Regions from separate parts of the Drosophila melanogaster genome. Here region 1 is linked to region 2. A link is a contact called in public Hi-C data. All regions are on one chromosome and are shown on one strand. The core of a region is the stretch at or near the end of the contact, and the rest is flanking DNA. Distances in the headings are between cores, read along the strand shown.

Region 1 (4,887 bases), core at 845-3,344, 650 kb after region 2:
AAATAATGCCGCTAAGCCAGCAACAACAATTAAGCAATTAATTTATTTCAGCTGTGTGGCACTTTGAATAGCGGGAAAAAATCCAAGCCGAGTAGTAAATGGCCCGGCAGGCGGCCAGATCGGATCAAACCTGTTGAATCGCGGTCCCAGAACAGAACAGTTCTGGGCAGTTCCCCTTCGAGAGAGAGTGCTTAGCCAAGCGGGTATACCAGATACTCGTCCCGTCCACTGACCGTATTTCACGAGGCAATGCAAATTGTCTGGCTACAGAGCGGGGTTAAAAGGGGTGGGCCCTAGGCAACCGAGGGATGCATTTGGATCGCCCTGCTGAATCACTTCAGCGGTGATTCATGCCGAGAATAAACGTAATTGTCTGTGGGCTCCATCGAAATTAGTTTCCAAGCTAATGTAAGCTTGCGAAACAATAAAATGGTGTGCAAGGAAAGATCAATGGAGGGTATGGCGGGTTATGCAAGCCAATTTTTCACCAGTCGTATAACTTGCTCAAAGCTATCCCCATACTACACGCTTTCATAACAGAGGGTCCACATATGTAGATATGTTTAAAACCAAACCTAACTAACCGATTGTACTTAAAGAAAGCGATTAAGGCTTCCATTATCAGCGTATAAAGAGAGAGATAACGGCCTTCCTAGACATGTCTTATCTGTCGCCCAAGTCTGGTCCCTCAATCCTTTTCCACTATCAGCGGTGCCAAAGTCAAAGAACTCCCATATCTATGCCAGATATATAATCTTAGATGCGGGGAACTGTTGCCGTTTCCCAAGAACACGCATTGATTGACGGTCTTTCCCATGCATGCCTAATGATCCTTCAAATGGGCCCTAATAACGACCAGCCCCCCTTGGGATCGGATCAGGTAACGCCCCGTCCCGGGGGTTACCCAAAAAGCGACACGCTCCCAAGACCCATCAGGCAGTTGACCAGTGGGTTACGTGTGCCATCGTGCACAGCAAAACTAGTGTATAAAGTTTATATTATCTAAGGTAGCGATATTTTCTAAAACGTAAAGAAACAATTACGTTGCAAACAATTCTCTCAGTGCAGGGCAACCCCAGCAACAATTATTCAACTTAAAGTCGGTGCAGCGGGGAAAACATGGAATCATTTCGGTTTCAGTTAGAAGTGTGCGCGAGCGTTCTCGAAAGGGGCGCTGGGGGGCGGGGCAGTCGGTGGGAGGTTGAGCGAATAAGAGAGTCGAGCATACGAGGCACGCTTTTCCGATCAAACCAGTTTGTCGTAATAGCTGGCATTTGGAATTAGTTACTGCCGATATATTGCTGCACTTGGAATGCGCCCAGATAGAAATTCCCGCACCACGCCCCTCGGCGACGATCCTCCCCTTTGAATAGAGAGTTGACTATTTTTAGCGGGCACCAGAACTTCATTAAAATACAATCAATTTGCAAGTGCAGCGCGGAGAAAATAACAAACAAGCACCAGCCACCCACTCTCTCTTTCTCCTCTCTCTCCCCCCCCCCCTCTCTCACACTCTTCCATACTCCGGTGTTCCCAAAGAGAGCGGAGAGATGGCATTTATGCTGAGCAGGCACAAGCAGAGAGGTGAAGATGGGACTGAAGAAGAAGCAGCCGCTGTGTCGGCAGAATGAAAACGAGGACGACCAAACTGCATTGTTGTCATATTTCGTAATACGCTGATGCAGCAGAGAAGCGAAGGGGTGGTGGGCGCAGAGGTGGAGCAGCAGGTCACGGCGGTGAGAGAGAGCGAGAGCGCAGGAGACTTGTTTTCAACACCAGCTTATCAGCGGGAGAGCGCGAGAAGAAAGAGCATAAGGGCAGAGCGCCAACGCAGCGGCGAAATGGAAATGTCAAGTTGGGACTGCGCTCTCCCTCGCTCTCGCTGCCAGCAGCGGCTGCGCTGTTCTCTTAACCATTTGGAGCCCCATTCAAATGTTCGATTCTTGCCATTCCATTTCGTCCGCTCATCCGTCCACATCCACTTGCGTTTTTGGTGCCCTGCGAGCGGGAGAGCAATGTGAAACGGGAGCACTACAAATACCGCCCACTACCACTACCAATTCCCATACTCCCATATTCCATGCTATTCCCAGCTCAGTTCGTGCCGTGTGATCAAAGCTTTCGGTAAGGCTTCGGCTCGGCTTTGTGTATCCACCTTAGCGGCTCTCTGTGGTGCTCGTTCTGCCTCTCTCTCTCTCTCGGTTTTGGGGCTCAGCTCAGGGACAACAAATGCGGTAAAATGGCTTCTGCGTCGACGTCGACATCCCTGCCGTTTCAGTTCTGATTGGAGGTTCGTGCGCGGCGTTTCCTCAGCTGATTTCTTTGCCTTTTGCCTTTTCGCAACCCGCTTTCGGCTCCGTGTTCGCCTCGGTTGCCAATTACGTGTAACCAACAACAAGAGAAGAAACAGAAACAACAACAAGTACTTTCGAGTGTTGCAAGCCTTCTTCCGCCGAAGAAACCGCAAAACGGATTACCAAGAATATTTGTAAAATTGGTAAGTGGTGAGATTATCCACGAAATAGTCTTCGAAAAAGGTCAAATCATCAAGTGTTCAAATTTAAACGACAAGTTTAAGTATTCTTATTACCTTCTTAAGACTTATCTTGAATCTCAGATGAGGATTTTATTGATTAAGATTCAAAAGTTCTTTAACTGGCTTTTGTTTCTGGAGTCCGTAGTGATTTTTTTAAAGATTTGAATGTTCACTGAATTATATTTTTGGATTAGAATCTAATCACTTTAAACAGGACATCGCAGGAGTCGAAAACAATTGATGACAAAATCAGCAGTTAATAGCTTTTGGATTACAGAATTATAGCAATAAAAGCCTGACAAATTGGCCAAGGGTCGTTTTGGAAATCTAGCAGTCTTAAAAGCCTAGCAGATACATTTTCTTCTAACAATTTCCCGCTCACACGCTCAGTACATGCACCAACACACGCCTATTGGAAAGACGCTTTTGTATCCAACTTATACAGATAGTGGTACAGCCACAGATACAAATGCACACATGCCGTATACGGCACATGGGGAGTAATGCCGCCACACTAGATACCAGATACTAGATACATAGATTCGTCCGCCGCTTATTTGTCGGTCGTGCTTCAGTGATCTCTGTCATTTGCAGTTGCCCATTTCCTTTTTTATCCCCCACTTCCACATCCAGTCGTCATTCGCCCGGCGCACCCCTTTTGATCACTCTTCCAGTTCCAGTGCCTTCTGGTGGCTTCCAGTGGCTGCAACACTTGCGGTGTTTTTCTGAATGAACCAATGGAGTGAATGTGTGAATGAGTAATCCATGTACGCAACATGTTTGCACTGCACAAATTATTTGGACTCAATGTATTGATTGTGTAACTCGGCTTTACGTTTATTTAATCGCAATAACTAAAGTGAGCTACAACTCTATACGTTGGTTACTATTCTTGGGAGGAAGGAAACCTGACAACCCTGGCCAAGGGGCAACTCTACACTTGCACCTGTGCTCCACGCTAAGCCACAAATTCAATTATGCAAATCAAGATCACAGCCCAAAAAACACAATCTTCGTCTCCGATCTGCATTTGTCTTTGTATGTTATGTTTATTTGTTACTTCTGTCGTTGTTTTTAATTCGCTAACCCACTTCACACAGTGGCAGCAACAACAAAAATCGTGAATTATACTTTGTATTGGGGCGAAAAGGAAACGAATGCCCAGTCTCAGATCACACATAAATTTTGCGGTTGTTTTGTTAATGAAACGACAAGAGCAGCACTATGCGCTCTTTACTATATATTTCCCGCTCTCCGCGAAAGCTTTTCTGTTTGTTTGCCCCACACACACAAAGACACTTGTGAACACCTTGCGCTCACTTAACATTATGCTCGAATTATAACTGTTGTTTAGCCGGCGATCGAAACGGTTAAAGCAGCAATGAAAGAGGGAAAAGAGAAAGAGGATGACATGACTAACAACGCAAACGCGATCTGAACATATGCATTGTTGTTTTCGCTCGTAGAAACCCATAAAAAGTCGAAACAGTAAAAGTCCAAGCGGCGTATACGCAATATCAGCGGGGGATAGGAAAAGGCAGAACTCTCTTATCTATTCTTCTCTCACTCTCCCTTAAGTACACAGGGCAAGAAATGTTAAAACATTTTTAACAAATAATGATTGAAATAATACAGGAAATTTTTCCGGTGCATTGGTTTAGTGCACGTGACTCTTTCACAAATTCTACTTAAATGTATCTGCCATCTTGCGCCGATTTCCTGCCCCTTTTTCGTATTCAACAATTATTCGGAACCAAATTTGCACAATACATTCCTTGATTATTGTTATTTAAAATGATTTTATATTTATTTATTTCATTCGCAAGTGCCAGCTGCCATGCTAAATAAATGTCTGTTGTGCGCGGTTTCCCCGTGTATATTCATGTGGTATACCTTTTCATCCACACGATACTCCTTTTCATATTCTGGGGCTTGTGGCATTACAAGTAAATGAAATTTTTCTTGAATGCATTTCTGATTTGAATCACCTTCGCGGAGAACGCCAGGTATTTCGCTTTCGGGGTTCTGCTGCCCCGATTGCCCATCCTGATAGCATACAAGTCGCGCGTGTACCCCATATATCTCCTTTTTTAATTAGCAATCTGCACAAAAACTCCGACTACTGCAAAAACCTAAATTCAAAAGTGGAACACAAACAAAAAACGCTCAAAAGTCAGCAAAAAAATGAGGAATCAACGAAAAATACAAGAAACAGAAAAGGTCAGTGACCAAAATATGTTTTGTAACTCAGGCAGAAATCTTCGCGAAAAGAGAATGGGCCGAAAAAAGCTAAGCAAAAGACGGAAACCAGAAGGCAGCAGTGGTAACCCTCCAGATATAGTTACAGTTGC
Region 2 (5,078 bases), core at 1,097-3,596:
CTAAGAATAAAACAAGAGAGAGAGAGCGGGAGAGAAGTAAGCTTGGCTTACGTTGACAACACAAAAATAGCAGAGAAAAGCGTACCAAAAGCAATTCGAAATGCAAATGCACAGTGGGCAAAAATGATAAGAACCCGAACCTCGCACAAAGTAAAAGTTTATCTCGTATATTTATATTTAAGAGTGAGTGCGTCATTGCATTCGGCTGTGTGTATTGATTACGAATGGGGAAAACAACAGATTTAATAAGTGATGAGTAACGATAATTTATATGCACAGAGCAAAATAGCACTACTTTTTGACATTCGTCACATTATTGTTTTAGTCATTTTAATATTATATTGTACTATTATAAAATAAAGCAAATGTGCCGTAGTGCTTTTACATCCTTGAATAGATATAATTCTTTTTTTCAAGTGTATTTTTTACGTGACGACACCAGAAACATGGAGGTGAATCAGCAATCAGGAAAAGACAACGAAGAGATTAACAACAAATAGATAAAAGAGACGTGTGTTTGTGTATGCGTGGAGTAAACAATCGGCGACAAAAGGGAGAGAAGTAAAATAAAACGCAGCGACTGTGAAAATGCCACTTAAATGACACTTTCAGTGGTGGAAAGCACAAACAAATAGCGAAGATAAAGCGCATGGAAGTCAGAAAACGAAGCAACAAGCCGAAAGTTTTCACTTGCCGGTCAAATATCACAAAAATTTAGTTTAATTGTTTTCGGCGGCTCTCACTCACTAACCCCTTCCCACTCCTCTTTCCCACATTCTGTGCGCTTTCTTTTACCGCTCACGCATTTCGATCGCTCTCTCTCTTTCTCTCTCTCTCTCTCTCCTCCTTTTCCCGACTCTTTATCACTCACTCTGCGGTTCTAACCTCAAAACCTGCCTGTGTTTGTTGTTGTTTTCGCCTTGGCTTTGATTTATTTAACCGAAATGTACCGTTTTTTATTTGTATCTCCCATGTTCTACACAGAAAGAAATCACTGTATAAGCACTGTAAGTCAAATTGAAATGTGGTATTAATTTTAGGAGCTTTAATTTGTTTACTGGAAGGCTAGCAGGGAAAACGCGGTCTTTCCTATTGGTAACTAAATATTTCCCAGGGTATCCAGCAGTTGTTTCGGACCAGCGGGTAAACACGAATTGATTACAATTGCAAAACAGCTGCACGTTGCGTTGGCGGCTGCCGAAAAGCTTCCGCAAAAAAACGCACTGGAGAACAAAGAAGATACAAAAAACAGTTGTTCCAGCAGGCGCCACAAAAGTAAAAAGCTTAAGTAAACAGGGAAGAGCAAATGGAAAAACCAAAAACCAGAGCAAAACCAACGGGGAAACCTCAGAAGGGGAAGGAAACTTGCAATTAATTGTCAAACGCTAATGGCCTCCGAAAACTAACGGCACTCCACGAATGCACTGCGAATAACGGGGCTGATAAGGAGCAGCCGATAGCGGGTGGAGAAGGGAAACTTGAACGCACAGTGGAACAAATTCCGCACTTACCGTGGCTTGTTTTTCTTATATTCCTTGTTTCCTATTCCGCTTTGCCCACTTCCTCTGCTGGCGACGCTGCTTTTCCTTCTTCTAATTCGACTGAAATCGAAATCGAATTTTTTAATTGGATTGATTCTGCCACAATAATTTTCATTTTCTTTGTTTTAGAGCCCAGACGTTGTTTTTGTTGTAGTTGCCACAGTCGCACACAAACACACGCACACAGTCGCACTTTTTGGGGCCACACGCAAGCGCATTTTATGCAATAATTTTAATAATACTGCATTGCTGCCATATTTCAGTTATTTTTATCGTTTATCTTCGAGTCGGTTATGCTGTTCTTCTCTGATTTTATGGCCACATTGATTAGCATCTTGTTGCCAATCAACTCGAGAAAATTAAACGAAACCAAACGGAACTCGGACTCTTATTAAAAAAACCAAACTTATGCGAGTCGTTTGCCCTGGCAATAGATTCGTGCACACTAGTCGTCCCGCCCGCACTCGCACGGTTTCTACCGCGAGCACGTTGCTATCCCTCCTGCTTCAGCATTTTCACACCAACACAAAGACGAGGGCACTCACTCACACACTCGCACTCTCAATGAGCACTGAAATGCTGTTGGGAAATTCGAGTTTTCCTGCGCGTGGTAACCGCCGCTTTTTCGCTCGCAAACGGGTCTGTCGATCCGAAACGCTACTGACCACTTACGTTTTGCATCAACGCTGCGCTTTCGTTTCAATTTTTCTGGCTATTTCACATAGATTTCGACGATTTTTTACAAATTTACGCCATCTTGATATTCGCAGTGTGACCGCGCCGATAATGAAGAAAATTACCATCTGGTATTTACTCCTCAGCGAATGTCTAGAAGATATGTAATTGTGAAAAACTGTGATTCATATACTAAGTTAAGATAGTCCAAAGTTGGTTTCGAAGTACCACATTAAGAAAATAGCGCAAGAGTATTGGAAAATCAAAAGAAAAACGAAATTATATCCTTGCAGCTAGCCATAAGTTCAAAGTTCGAGTAACTGGAAAGCTGTGAAATAGCCAAGTTGACAACGCTGTTTTTGTTATATGGGCACACTAGTTCTTACATAGACCCAGTGCTGCCAGATGGACGAAAAATATTTTTGAGCTGCGCCACCTAGCGGATGAGTTGGCGAAAGTGGTATCCAGGTGGCGCCCGAAACAAAAGGTGGCGCCTTATTTCAGAAATGCAATTGAAAATATCTAAAGTTATTGAAAGTTTTTGAATTATGCATTCAAAGGCCCATCTGCTTAATTTTATTTTCAAAGAGAATACAATAAACAATACAAAAAAAAAAAAATCATTCTGAAATGATATTTATACTAATATACAAATTTGATAACTCAATAATATGTAAATAAAATTTATGTCTTAATTTGCAATGTTCTTAAGAAAAGTTGTTAACTCTTTTTACAGGCTTGTGCTCCAAATTCTCGTGTAAATAGAAATTGAAAATGGATTTCATTGGCATGTCTTGCAGTTATAGGTAGCATGCCAATTTTGATGTTACACAGATGTATCGAAATACCTGAAACGTATACTTTTATTGCAGCAATACGAATAAAGCAAAACACGTGTGAATTCCATTAGTCCGCCCAACCGCTTTCCCCATTTACCCTCACATCGTGCATTTTCCGGCTGTGTAACCCAAGAAACGATGACATAAAAAAAGGAAGCAGATCCAGTTATGTATGCATATATGAGAAAATGTGTTTTTTTTTTTTTGGGAGTATGTGCCAAGGTGTGTTTCTTTTTAAGTGGGGGTAGGGTAGATAAGCAATCACTCGAAAATGATAACAAAAAAAGGGGTGAAAAGAGTGTAACGATTCGATATTGGGGCTGGCAATTTAAAATGAAATATAGACAAAATAAATCACATTAATTGCACTTGCCTACGATTTTAATTTTCCATTGCTGTATTTATATACATTAGCCAGAATGCATTTTTTTTATGCAACTATAGAAATCTCCATTTTCAATTTATTGGTGAATCGTTCAAGATCTTCGTAAAAACCCGCCTTTGTCTCCCATTGGCTGGGAAAAAGAGAAAACAAAGCAATCCAACGAGGCAATTGAAGATACAACAAGTAAAACGAGAAAACAACTCGTTTAACCGCTCACACACACACACTAATTCAAAGCATATCTTTCCCACTCACACACGCAAAGACGTGCGATCGCCGACGAATGAAAATCGTCGTTATTTCGACCGATGGTCAACTACCAACAAATAAATAACGAAAAAAGTAAACCAAATATGTAGGTGCGAAGCAATAAAAACCGAGCGAGACGCGTGTATGTAAATGATCCATTCAAAGAACACTGTAAAAAAGTATGCCACATTATTGGGATACTAAGACAATTTATTTCCTAATTTTGTTGTATTTTTTTTTAACACGCAATATAAACTTGTTTTTGATATTATTCTTTAAATAAAAATACGAATCAGACGACAGACTTAGCTGCCTCTGGTACTGGTTTTGAATAATATTTGAAAAACTTTAATCACTCATTTTTTTGCAGTGCCCTTTTGTATTTTTGCATATTTCCTGACTCTGCGCCTTGCTGCTTTTCTTGCTCGCAAAATATTTCCGCAACACATGTCGCATATCTGGGCGCTTCCAGCTCCTCGCGGCTCCCACTGCCCCGCCCCCTTTTGCACGACGCCCCTGGGCTTCTGCTTCTAACGCAGCAGTTAAAAAAAGCGCCATTTGGTTTCGTTTAGCAGTCGGCTTGAAGATTTTTGTATTTCCTTTTTTGCTCGTCGGCGGCTTAGATCAAATAATGCGATTTCATGGCAAGTCGCAAATTGTCAAGCGGTCGTCGCATCCGCCGCCACGCCCCCCGCCCACGAGCGCATTCAGATGCATTTCGACCTTTCTGCTCCAGTTTGATTATGAAACATAAAAAGTGGGGGAAAAATTAATTTGCCTGCGCTAATTTTTTTTCCTATACAGCGCAAATATTTTTAATTAATTCATAATATTTTCTTTAGCTTTTTTTTCAGCGAGTTGTTTATCAACAAGTTGCGGGCTTTGAAGTTTGCCGGTCCAGAAAAAAAAAAAATGCTTGAACGCGGCTGGGGAAATTGTTAGATGGTCGGCCATTAAATTTCCTAGACGCGAATCAATTTTCCAGTCGCTGCAGTTCAGCGAACTGCCTTCGAAGTTCTGGGCGTTTGTGTATTTCATTCTTTTTTATGGAGTATCGTATAATTTTCATTTTGATGCCTTTTATGACACTTCCAAAAAGAGTAAAGAAACGGGCGCTGCTTTGACGTCAGTTTTCAGGTTCGATTTCATCTCCCCACTTGGCATAAAACATCCGAAATGGCCTAGGTATTTATGATTTCGTTTATGCATTTCTCTGTTTTATTGTTTAATTTCGATACTTCGATTTGTCTGCCTGGCCGGCGGCGTTTGAATTGAAAAAGTTAATTGAGCTGTAAAAATTATAAAGATGTAAAAACCCCCAAAACTATTTGGCGGCTGAGATACGTGCGCTGCAGATAGCCACTTGGGTCCTACCATAACTTCCAGTTG

The links. A called contact is a pair of places that touch in the nucleus more often than the background predicts.
Region 1: a contact with region 2 is called in a Hi-C map of the Kc167 cell line, with 2.9 times the contacts expected there. A contact is called at or near these places in 3 of 107 Hi-C or Micro-C datasets (the D17-c3 cell line, the Kc167 cell line and wing imaginal disc).

Annotation. Positions count from the first base shown.
Region 1 is chr3R:31,711,773-31,716,659 of dm6, forward strand. It overlaps ttk (tramtrack), which reads left to right and starts at 2,095. Exons shown (of 5, transcript NM_170566.3): 1 at 2,095-2,497.
Region 2 is chr3R:31,058,864-31,063,941 of dm6, forward strand. dco (discs overgrown) reads right to left here and starts at 2,347. Exons shown (of 4, transcript NM_001276203.1): 1 at 2,214-2,347; 2 at 1,512-1,601.